Linked DNA regions of Mus musculus: region 1 is linked to region 2. The links are chromatin contacts, called in public promoter capture Hi-C maps. All regions are on one chromosome and are shown on one strand. The core of a region is the stretch at or near the end of the contact, and the rest is flanking DNA. Distances in the headings are between cores, read along the strand shown.

Evidence for each region. Promoter capture Hi-C pulls out the DNA fragments that hold promoters and counts their contacts.
Region 1: a promoter capture Hi-C map of pre-B cells shows a contact between it and region 2, with 2.1 times the contacts expected there. The contact joins the enhancer-like site here to the promoter of Slc35a1 in region 2. A contact is called at or near these places in 4 of 39 promoter capture datasets (the C10 cell line, embryonic stem cells, pre-B cells and 1 more) and 1 of 9 other capture datasets (liver).

What each region holds. Positions count from the first base shown.
Region 1 is chr4:35,139,324-35,143,980 of GRCm38.p6, reverse strand. The region is part of intron 1 of Mob3b (MOB kinase activator 3B); the gene reads left to right. Among named protein-coding and RNA genes, the nearest start is that of Ifnk, 10 kb to the left of the region's middle. Within about 2 kb of position 3,405, at least 66 of the 459 cell types and tissues checked have an H3K27ac peak or open chromatin away from gene starts, as enhancers often do. A contact at or near this core is called in pre-B cells, where this site is marked.
Region 2 is chr4:34,685,986-34,690,767 of GRCm38.p6, reverse strand. It overlaps Slc35a1 (solute carrier family 35 (CMP-sialic acid transporter), member 1), which reads left to right and starts at 3,330. Exons shown (of 8, transcript NM_011895.3): 1 at 3,330-3,524. The coding sequence starts at 3,509. Cfap206 (cilia and flagella associated protein 206) reads left to right here. Exons shown (of 13, transcript NM_001347062.1): 13 at 1,754-2,194. The coding sequence ends at 1,984.

The DNA.
Region 1 (4,657 bases), core at 2,156-4,655, 450 kb before region 2:
CGTCCCGTCCCCTTGACTTCTTTCCGGGAGAGTCCACCCCAAGAACTTTGCTGAGATGGTCCTTGAACGTTCGCTCTGTGCAGACTGATGTCTCTGCCAGCTCCTGGGCAGACACTGTGCAGAGCCTCAGTGCTTTCTCTCATGTTCTGCTGTGGAAGAGAGTTCAGCAGTTCGCTGGGCTGGGGAAGCATTTTTTTTTTCATCATCTGAAGTAGGGAAAAGTGCACTCCCACCCTGGCATGCTCAGGGGCACTTAGCGTGCAGTGACTGCCCTTACATTTCCAGAGCCCGATCCAAGCCTGTGTTTCCCATTAGAGGCACCAGGGACTGTGGAGGAAATAATTCGTCGGCACAGTCTCTACCATTTAAATGGTCAGACCTGGAAAGCAGGCTGGCTACTCTGTCAGAGTGGCCCAGAGGGCCATAAACAGAGCCGAAAGGCATGCTGGACTTCCATCCTGGATTTGATGTGAAGACTGTCTTCCAAGGAAGTTCCAGTGTGCAATAATTTCTCGATCAATCTCTTTTTCTCTCTCTCAGAGTCTCTTTACAAGTTTGATGACTTCACGTTCAAAGCCGGTACAGCTTCACGTCTCCAAACACTATATCTAATTCAATTTTGACACACATCTCGGGATTGCCAAGTTTGTATTTTTGTTGTTGTTAAGAGTAAAACTCAGAAAAAAAGAAAAAAAAAAAGGAAACCTCAGTGTACAAAGGATCATATGAATGGCTTCAGATGGTTTTCCGTTCCCAGGTGACATGCCATTCCCATTATACAATTGGGTTTTCCCTGTTCAGCAGGACAGGGCAGTGACAGTCATTGTCAAATATGGTGATATGGTTTCTCGTGGATTGTCTCCTGTGCTAGGTCATCAAGGCTGAAAATGTGTATTGCAGACACAGCTCATCTCTCCATCTATCTTCTGTGCGGTATGATGTTTCCGATCAAGGCGTTGAAGGGGAAAGGGTGCTGGCTGAAGACTCACATTATCTCACATACCCGGGATTTTATTATACAGTTTTATAAGTTTTATGAATGAAATAAGCAGGGTAAGAGGATAACTGGGTGAAGCGAGGGGTAATCCGAGACCCAAAGAGAAACATGCTAGCCATGGAAAAGAGCTGGAAGGAAAGTATTTGGGGCAAGGACATGAAGCTTAAATGCATCAGGGAAAGAAGTTGGGATATTTAAACTAAGGAGAGAAGATGGGTTGGGGGGAGGAAGGAACTGGAGCAGGTACCAGGATGGTTGCTGTTGTGTGGGGTGTGACAGGCCAAACACTGTTCATGTTGTTACCATAAGACTGATGAAAATACATGGAAGGAATTTTGAGCAAAAGAGCTACAGGTATAGAGTGGAAAGCAATTTTAGAGAGATAATTTAAGGGGCCGTATGGGGATATTTGTGAGCAGATGTGGAAGAGAAGAGGCTAAACTGAACAGATGTGGGAGTCAGGTGAGCTCCCAGGGGTCCTGAAAAGAAAAGGGTAGGAGCAATGGTGGTAAGGGAGCCCTGAGGCATGTTTTCAGTAAGCTGCTGCTCATGTCTTTGGTCCAAGCAACTTCTGTGATCACCAAGAAGGGTTTCCAGAAGGGCCATACATAGCTATGATTCCTATGGTGACCAATCAGCGTGACTGCTTTTCAGTAGTCAGAAAAGTACTTTTATGTAGCATTAGGTCTTTAACTGGGTGATCTTAAGTTACATTTGATGCCTAATACCTTAGGCATTATTATAAATTAGTTATTTAATTGACCTTAGGTTAGTATTGGGACTTAAATTTCTTCATGTTTGACTTCAGGCTTAACTTACGCTCTTGATATTAAACCCTTGGTTGTAGTTCTTAAGTATAGACAAAGCAAATGTACGTTCTTGTATATTTTAACATTTAAACGAGGTGTTTCAGCTGTAATTAAGTCTACGGTCAAATTATAGTAGAATGTAATCACAAAATTAAGAAGTCACATAATTGGTTAAAAACATGATACTGGGCTGGAGCGATAGTCCAGCAGTTAAGAGCCCTGGTTGCATTGGACACGTAAACTCTGTATGCCCTAGTACAGGGGAACGTCAGGGCCAAAAAGGGGGAGTGGGTATGTAGGGGAGTGGGGGTGGGTGGGTATGGGGGACTTTTGGTATAGCATTGGAAATGTAAATGAGCTAAATACCTAATAAAAAATGGAAAAAAAAAAGAGCCCTGGTTGCTCTTCCAGAGGATACAGGTTCAATTCTTCTTACCCACATGCAGTCTCACAGCTGTACATCTCTACCTCCAGTTCCAGGAGATCCACTGCCCTCTTCTAGCCTCCTCAGGCCCCAAGCATACATACGTGTGGTGCACAGACAAACAAGGAGGCAAGCATCCACACAAACTAAGTAAGCAAAAGTCTTAAAGGAAGCCGGGTGTGGTGGCACACGCCTTTAATCCCAGCACTCGGGAGGCAGAGGCAGTCGGGTTTCTGAGTTCGAGGCCAGCCTGGTCTACAGGGTGAGTTCCAGGACAGCCAGGACTATACAGAGAAACCCTGTCTCGAAAAAAAAAAAAATAATAATAATAAATAAATAAATAAAAAGTCTTAAAGGAAAACGGTCCTTATTTGCTATTAAATATAAATGAGTCTATCTAACGACATCAATTTTCTCCAATTTGATTGTCAAAGAAAACCTCAGAAATGCCTCTAAGTAAGCCTGTAACTCACACTATGCGCTCATGGAACAGCTACTCAGCGGGGTTTGGCAGGACCACCATTTCCCTGAAGTTAAACTGTGGCAGCTTCCCTTGAGTCATAGAGACATCGGCTGAATGATATTTCCATATTTTTTTAAACGAGTTTTTTTTTTTTGGTTTCCTTTTCCTAAGCTTTTGGTATATTGTATAGGCTAAGTGAAACAAAACCTAGTCTACAGGAGCTGGAGATGTCTCAGTGGTAAAAATACCTATTCTTGCAGAGGACTCCCATTCAGTTGCCAGCACCCACGTGATGGTGGCTCACAGCCATCTGTAACTCCACTCCCCGGGCATCCAACTCCCGCTTCTGATGTTCAGGGGCACCAGGCATTTACCTGGTGCTCATACCAACGTATGAGCAAAACATTCATAAGCATAAAGTGAAAGTAAACGCACTTATAAATAAATAAGTAAAACGTAGTCTACGGTAAAACCTACATCTTAGAGCTTATTTTTACATGCAGGGATCTGGCTTGGCACGGTGATTACTTTTATATAAAATCTTATGACAGTCTGCAGAACCCCTAGGCTCCATTACTAGCTACTATAATAAAAAGTGAAACCAACCAACAACCAACCAAACAAACCACCACTAACAAAAACCACACTGACGGGAAGAATGGTTCAGACCCTGTAGTAGCAGTTGTAGCTTGTGTGAGTTTTTAAGCAAGGAACTGAGTTGCAGCTGGCTTTCCTCCACGTAGTGATCAGATGCAGAGCCACTCTGTCTCGTGGCTCTGTCATCTTACACAAGTTTTGCTTGTCAAGCCAAGGGAAAACACAGCGTGGGTTGAGGAGTGTGGGAGGCAGGGCTAGACGAGGTTAGACTCAGACGGTGTATCACTGCCAGTCATATCCCCTGGGCTGGAACTTACAGCTAAGTGCAAGGACTTCAGGAAATGTAGTCACCTGCATGAGAGAGGGAGACTGAACTGTTAGCCCACCTCTACCAATGCCTGCAGTCAACACGCGTGGACAGGGTCGGGAATCGGTTCAGGCTTGGGGTGGCCTGAGGGGCACACTGTAGACGCCCCGGTACAGTTTTGGAAAAGCACATCTGGGGATAATTGGAGTTGTTGGGCACAGGTAACATTCTAGTGGGGTGCATCTCCTTTTCTCGAAAGGAGAAAAAATACTATGTAAATAAAAGACTCTAGTCTAAACAAGTCATCATAAAGGATTACCTTGCCACACACAAAAAAAATATGCAAATCAGGAAGAAAGAAAGAAATAGAGGAGGGGGTATGCTTTCATTATAAGGAATCGATTTGAATTGAAAAACAAAGTAAGAGTACTATCATTTGCTTTCTCTATAATACAGCCCATATATAGGTTAGGTAACTACACTGTGTGTGTGTACATGTACATTCAAGATATAAATGATAAAAACATACTTTATTTTGTCAGTTTAAAAATAATCATAATAAAGTTACTAACAAGAAAGGAGAAAGAGAGAAAGGAGAGAGAGAGAGAGAGAGGGAGAGAGAGAGAGAGAGAGAGAGAAGAAAAAGGAAAAATGCAGACTTCATGGTCACGTAGCTCATGCACAAGGCTTGGGGTTTGATGTCCAGCAGCCATAGTCAGAAAGAGAGGCAGGAGTGGTGAACTGTATGGTTTTTATGTCACTCTGACACAGCTGTAGTCATCTGAGAGGAGGGAACCTCAATTGAGAAAATGATTCCATAAGATTGGGCTATCATCATCCTGAGTGAGGTAACCCAATCACAAAGGAACTCGAACAATATGTACTCACTGATAAGTGGATATTAGCCCAGAAACTTAGGATACCCAAGATATAAGATACAACTTGCTAAACGCATGAAATTCAAGAAGAAGGAAGACCAAAGTGTGGACACTTTACCCCATCCTAGAAATGGGAACAAAACACCCATGGAAGGAGTTACAGAGACAAAATTTGGAGCTGT
Region 2 (4,782 bases), core at 2,081-4,580:
TTAAGACAACAAATGTGTATTGCATTAGTATCATTTACTGTACCATGGGTTTCTTGCTGAATCACAAGGTAGGGGATAGATAAGTTACCTAATGAGTTACTCTTTTCATAGCAGTCACAGAATACCCAACAAACTCAAAGGAGGGAGGGCATATGGTTTCTATGCGATAAAATCACTTATGCCTGAAACCGTAATGTGTTTTATCCACCATTCTCCTGAAATGGTGAAGTAAAATGTGAAGTAAAAGATCGCCCAATAAAGACAGAAAGCTTGCAGACTTAAAATGTACTTAGGGGAAGGCTTTCGTAGTAGGGAAGACTCTTGCTCCAAAAGCCCAAAGATCAGAGTTTGGGATCCACAAGCCTACGTGAAAACGTAAAGGCTGGCCTCAATGGCACACAACGCTGCCATCCCCGGGTGCCCACAGGAGATGGGAGGTGGAGCCATGAGACTTCCCGGAAGGTGGCCTGGCTTATGCAGTAGCAAAGATACACATGGAGAACTCCACCTCAACCAACCTTTGGCTTTCACTCAGAGGGGGAATAGTATTTAGAATTTTTTTTAAGAACTTGAAGTGTGTTAAAGCAGGTCTTTTAATCTTGGTGGGTTGAACAGAAAGAAGATGGGTATTTAAATAAGACTGGGCAGAAAAGCGCCAGGCGTGGTGGGGACAGCAAGGTGTGAAGGCAACGGCTCGGACACACAGAATCTTACTGCTCTCACTGCGCAGTGAAGCTTCCCAAGGGAGCGCGTCCTTCATTGCATCTTATAGGGGACAATCTGATAACTTGTTGGGTCTTGTTGAGGGCTACGAGCCAGTGGCAGAGCACTTACATATAGCATGTGTGAGACCCCAAGTTCTAATCCCAGCACAAAAATATTTGTTTACGTAACAAGTCTCTTGGAATAATAAAATTATTCTATCAAAAATAATGAAATGACATAGTCTTATGAATGTAGAGATTTGGATCTATGATGGTTCAAATTCTGAATTACTTAGGTCTGCTCTCCTTCACTTTATGCTTTTCTTACCCTTTCCAAATTGTTATTATTTCTTATCTCCTCTGCTTTCTTTGTGGGGCTGAGGATGAATTTAGGGCTTTCCACGAGGTAGTCGCCTTGAGACCACGGAGTTATGGCATCTAGTCCCCATCCTCCATGGTTACTAGCCTGTGCAATCTGTCTAGTCTCATGTTTTCCAGTTATCCATGAACAGAAGTAAGCAAGATGAAAAACGAGTAAGCTGGAAACAGATTTTCATATTGTCAGCATAGTGTGACGCTCATTCTAAAAACCCACTATAAATCGTCACTTTCTCATATTGGACCGTCGCAACCCAGTCGTGTGCATTTCTCTTCAGCTCAGTCTCAGCATGTCACAGGTTTTCCCACTTTGTAAAGGATTCTTAAGTTTATTCTGTTCTTGATTAATTTTTGCCATGCAAGCTGATAAGTTCACTCCCCAGAACCTGCCATAAAAGGAGAGAATTAATACCAGGGGTTTTCCTCTCTCTTCCACATTCACACCACGGCATGCACATGCCTGCAATCATACCATACACATCCTCCTCCTCCCCCTCCTCCCCACCCTCCTCCCCACCCTCAGCCTCCCTGTCATCATCCATCCTCACCATCATAGAAAAATGCATTATTTATTTGTGAAATGGAAAGTTAATAGGCAAACATTAACTAAATGCCTGATTTTTTACATTTTTTTAGAGAAACATTATTCCCTATGTTCTCTTTCTACCTAGGCTAATTTGCGCCAGAAAATTACTCACTCCGTCCAGACTGACCTTAGCCACATGAGAAGAGATAACACCTCACAGGTGTACCCTTTGAAAGAGGCTAGCACCCAGTCCAAGAGAGAAGGCAGCAGCCGAGTGCCCAGGCCCCAGATTTTCATAGCTGGCCTTCGTGGGGGACAAAGCAAAACAACCTATGGGGTGAAGGTGAACTTAACCAGAGCGGTGGACGAAACCTAGAGATGGACGTTTACAGGAAGCTGCTCCTTAGTGGCACGGATGGAGGGTTTAAAGTGCTGTGCGTGTATAAAGCTCATTTGCGGGGCTGGCACAGTCACTGGTTGTGTGACTGTGCACTAGGGCACCGTATCCTGCCTGACTGTTATGCAAATCTAAAAGCAGTTTCTGTAGTACATTTTTCGTTTTATTAAAATTGACAAGTAAAACTCTGTCCGCGTATTTGTTTTATATTTTAGACAAAGTTTACAGCATTAAGATTGACATTGCAATGCCAGCTAGATAGTAGTATGCTTATCACTGGAATAGAGGCTGCTTCTAAAACCCTACAAAATGTTAAGCCCTGACACTCTGAAACACAACGCTCTGCTTCATTGCTATTTAGTGATAACAGATTTCTATATCATGAGCCTTGCTATCTGGAACAAGTGAAGCCTACATTCATATGCTGCCTTTTAAAAGCCAGAGAATTGATATTTATATTTGAATTTTGGGCTCATTGAAAAAAATCAGAATGTCTGATAAGACTGGCTGGCATTCCAGCTTGATCCTTTTATGCTCTGTTGTCTGCCTCAGAGCCCGCTGTGGCTTAAGCGCTTCCCACTTCCCACTCTGCGGCCTTATTTGGCTCATAAGCAGTTGGGTTTTCAGGTCCTGAGAATTCCAACTTTTTAGAGGTATAGTTTTTTTTTTTTCCTTTTCCATTTTTTATTAGGTATTTAGCTCATTTACATTTCCAATGCTATACCAAAAGTCCCCCATACCCACCCACCCCCACTCCCCTACCCACCCACTCCCCCTTTTTGGCCCTGGCGTTCCCCTGTACTGGGGCATATAAAGTTTACGTGTCCAATGGGCCTCTCTTTCCAGTGATGGCCGATTAGGCCATCTTTTGATACATATGCAGCTAGAGTCAAGAGCTCCGGGGTACTGGTTAGTTCATAATGTTGTTCCACCCGGGGTTATTTTCTAATAACATCCTCTAGTCACAGTAACCATTAGAGCGGTTGAAGTGCCTGTTAATACAATCTAATTTTTCTGAGGTCTTTTTGCTGCCTGAAGTTACCAAGTTAAGCTAGACAGTGACAGTAAGGATGATGAAGACAGACACAGTACTTCCGAGCAGTATGTAATATATACTAAATTTATCCAAGAGGTAACCATGGAAGGCCGTGATGGAGTTGAAAGTTATAAAAGTCCGAGTTCTCGGAGCCTCTCTAACGGTCTTCACACAAAGGAATAATCGAGAGCATTTCAGAATCCTTCTTGCGGGGCCCATCCTCTCGGAGGGGCTGGTCTCTAGAAGGAAACGCTCGGCCACCTTGACTCCGCCCCCCCTCGGTCGACCGGAAGCTGCGGTTTTCCGAGCCCCCGCAGGACCGAGTCTCCCAGACTTGTCGCTCCGCACGCCGCGCGGCTTCCGCCGTAGCCCCCGCTTCCTCCTCGCGCGTGTGGTGCGGCGGGCTCTCTAGGCCGGTGCGTCTCTATGGCCGCAGGGGCGTCAGTTCCGCAGACTCTCTCGGCACCATGGCTCCGGCGAGAGGTGAGGCCGGGCTGCGGGCGGTCGCTAGGGAACGGCGGCCCGGGGTGTGCTGGCCGGGCCGGCTCTGGGGGCCGAGCCCTCCCTGCAGGGAGCGGCAGCGGGCTGCACCCGCACACCGGTGCAGTGAGCCGCCCGGGCGCCGGCCAGGTCCCTGCCTGGAGCGAGGCTGTGGTTCGGAGCCCTGGGCTTGAGGGCGCGCGCTGCTCCTCCCGATGGCGAGCCGTCTGGCCAGGGCTGTGGTGGCTGTCCTTTCAGGTTTTACGTAAGCTGGCCCCAAGGCTGAGGTTTTATTCTATAGCACTGTGGCTAGGACAGGCCAAAAGGCGGTGACGATTTTGTATTTATTTATTTTTAAAGCAGGAACCAACACTACATGGTCTCATTCTATAGCCCACGTTGGCTTCAAACTCGGGGAGATTTTCCTGCCTCAGTTTTACAAGCGCTGGGATTAGTGGTCTGTGCCCTCATGCCTGGCGACAACGTCGCTTTTTTTTTTTTTTTTAATTTTGTTTGTTTGTTTTTGTTTTTTCACCATTTCCCCAATGAGCACTGGCTTTAAGTCTAAATAAATGTTGGACAAGCATTTAAAGAATATCCTTTTGCGTGGATGTGAAATTATTTATCTTTGGGGGAGGGGATTTGACATTTAACATCAGGCGCCATGTAAGTTTTCTGTGGTGGTGGATTGTCCCATATCAGATAAGTCCTGTAGCATCCGGGAAGAGGGTAATAGGAAAAGTAGGGCGATTGACAAATGAACACTTAAAAGATGCAGCAGGCAGATCGGTACCCGCAAGGGTTGTTTACAGATTTAGACTTCTTGCCAGCACATACGTTGTTACATTTGGGTGTGTTGCACTTTTTTATCCTAATGAAATACAGTTTCTATACCTCCTTACATAGAGTCATCTTAACGATTACTCACCTGCTACTTCCTGCTATGTCCAAGCTTTCAGGTATGACAGTAATAGTCCCCCTAAAATGTAACTGGAAAACAAAAGGATAACTCCAGACTGACTCTTCTGGGGGATATTCTCCACCCAGAAACAAATGCCGTGGAAGGTAACAGATTCTCCACAAAGGGGGTGCTGGATGATCAGTGGGCCAGGTTTCTAGTTAATGGCGTGATATGATTTGAATTCTTAGGATAGTTTAAAGTAGCTGCGTACCATGAATATTTATATTACCTGGGAACGTTGACATTCCTAATCAATGAAGTTTCATCCTGGAAAATGAAGAATTGTAGAAGAAATGTTTT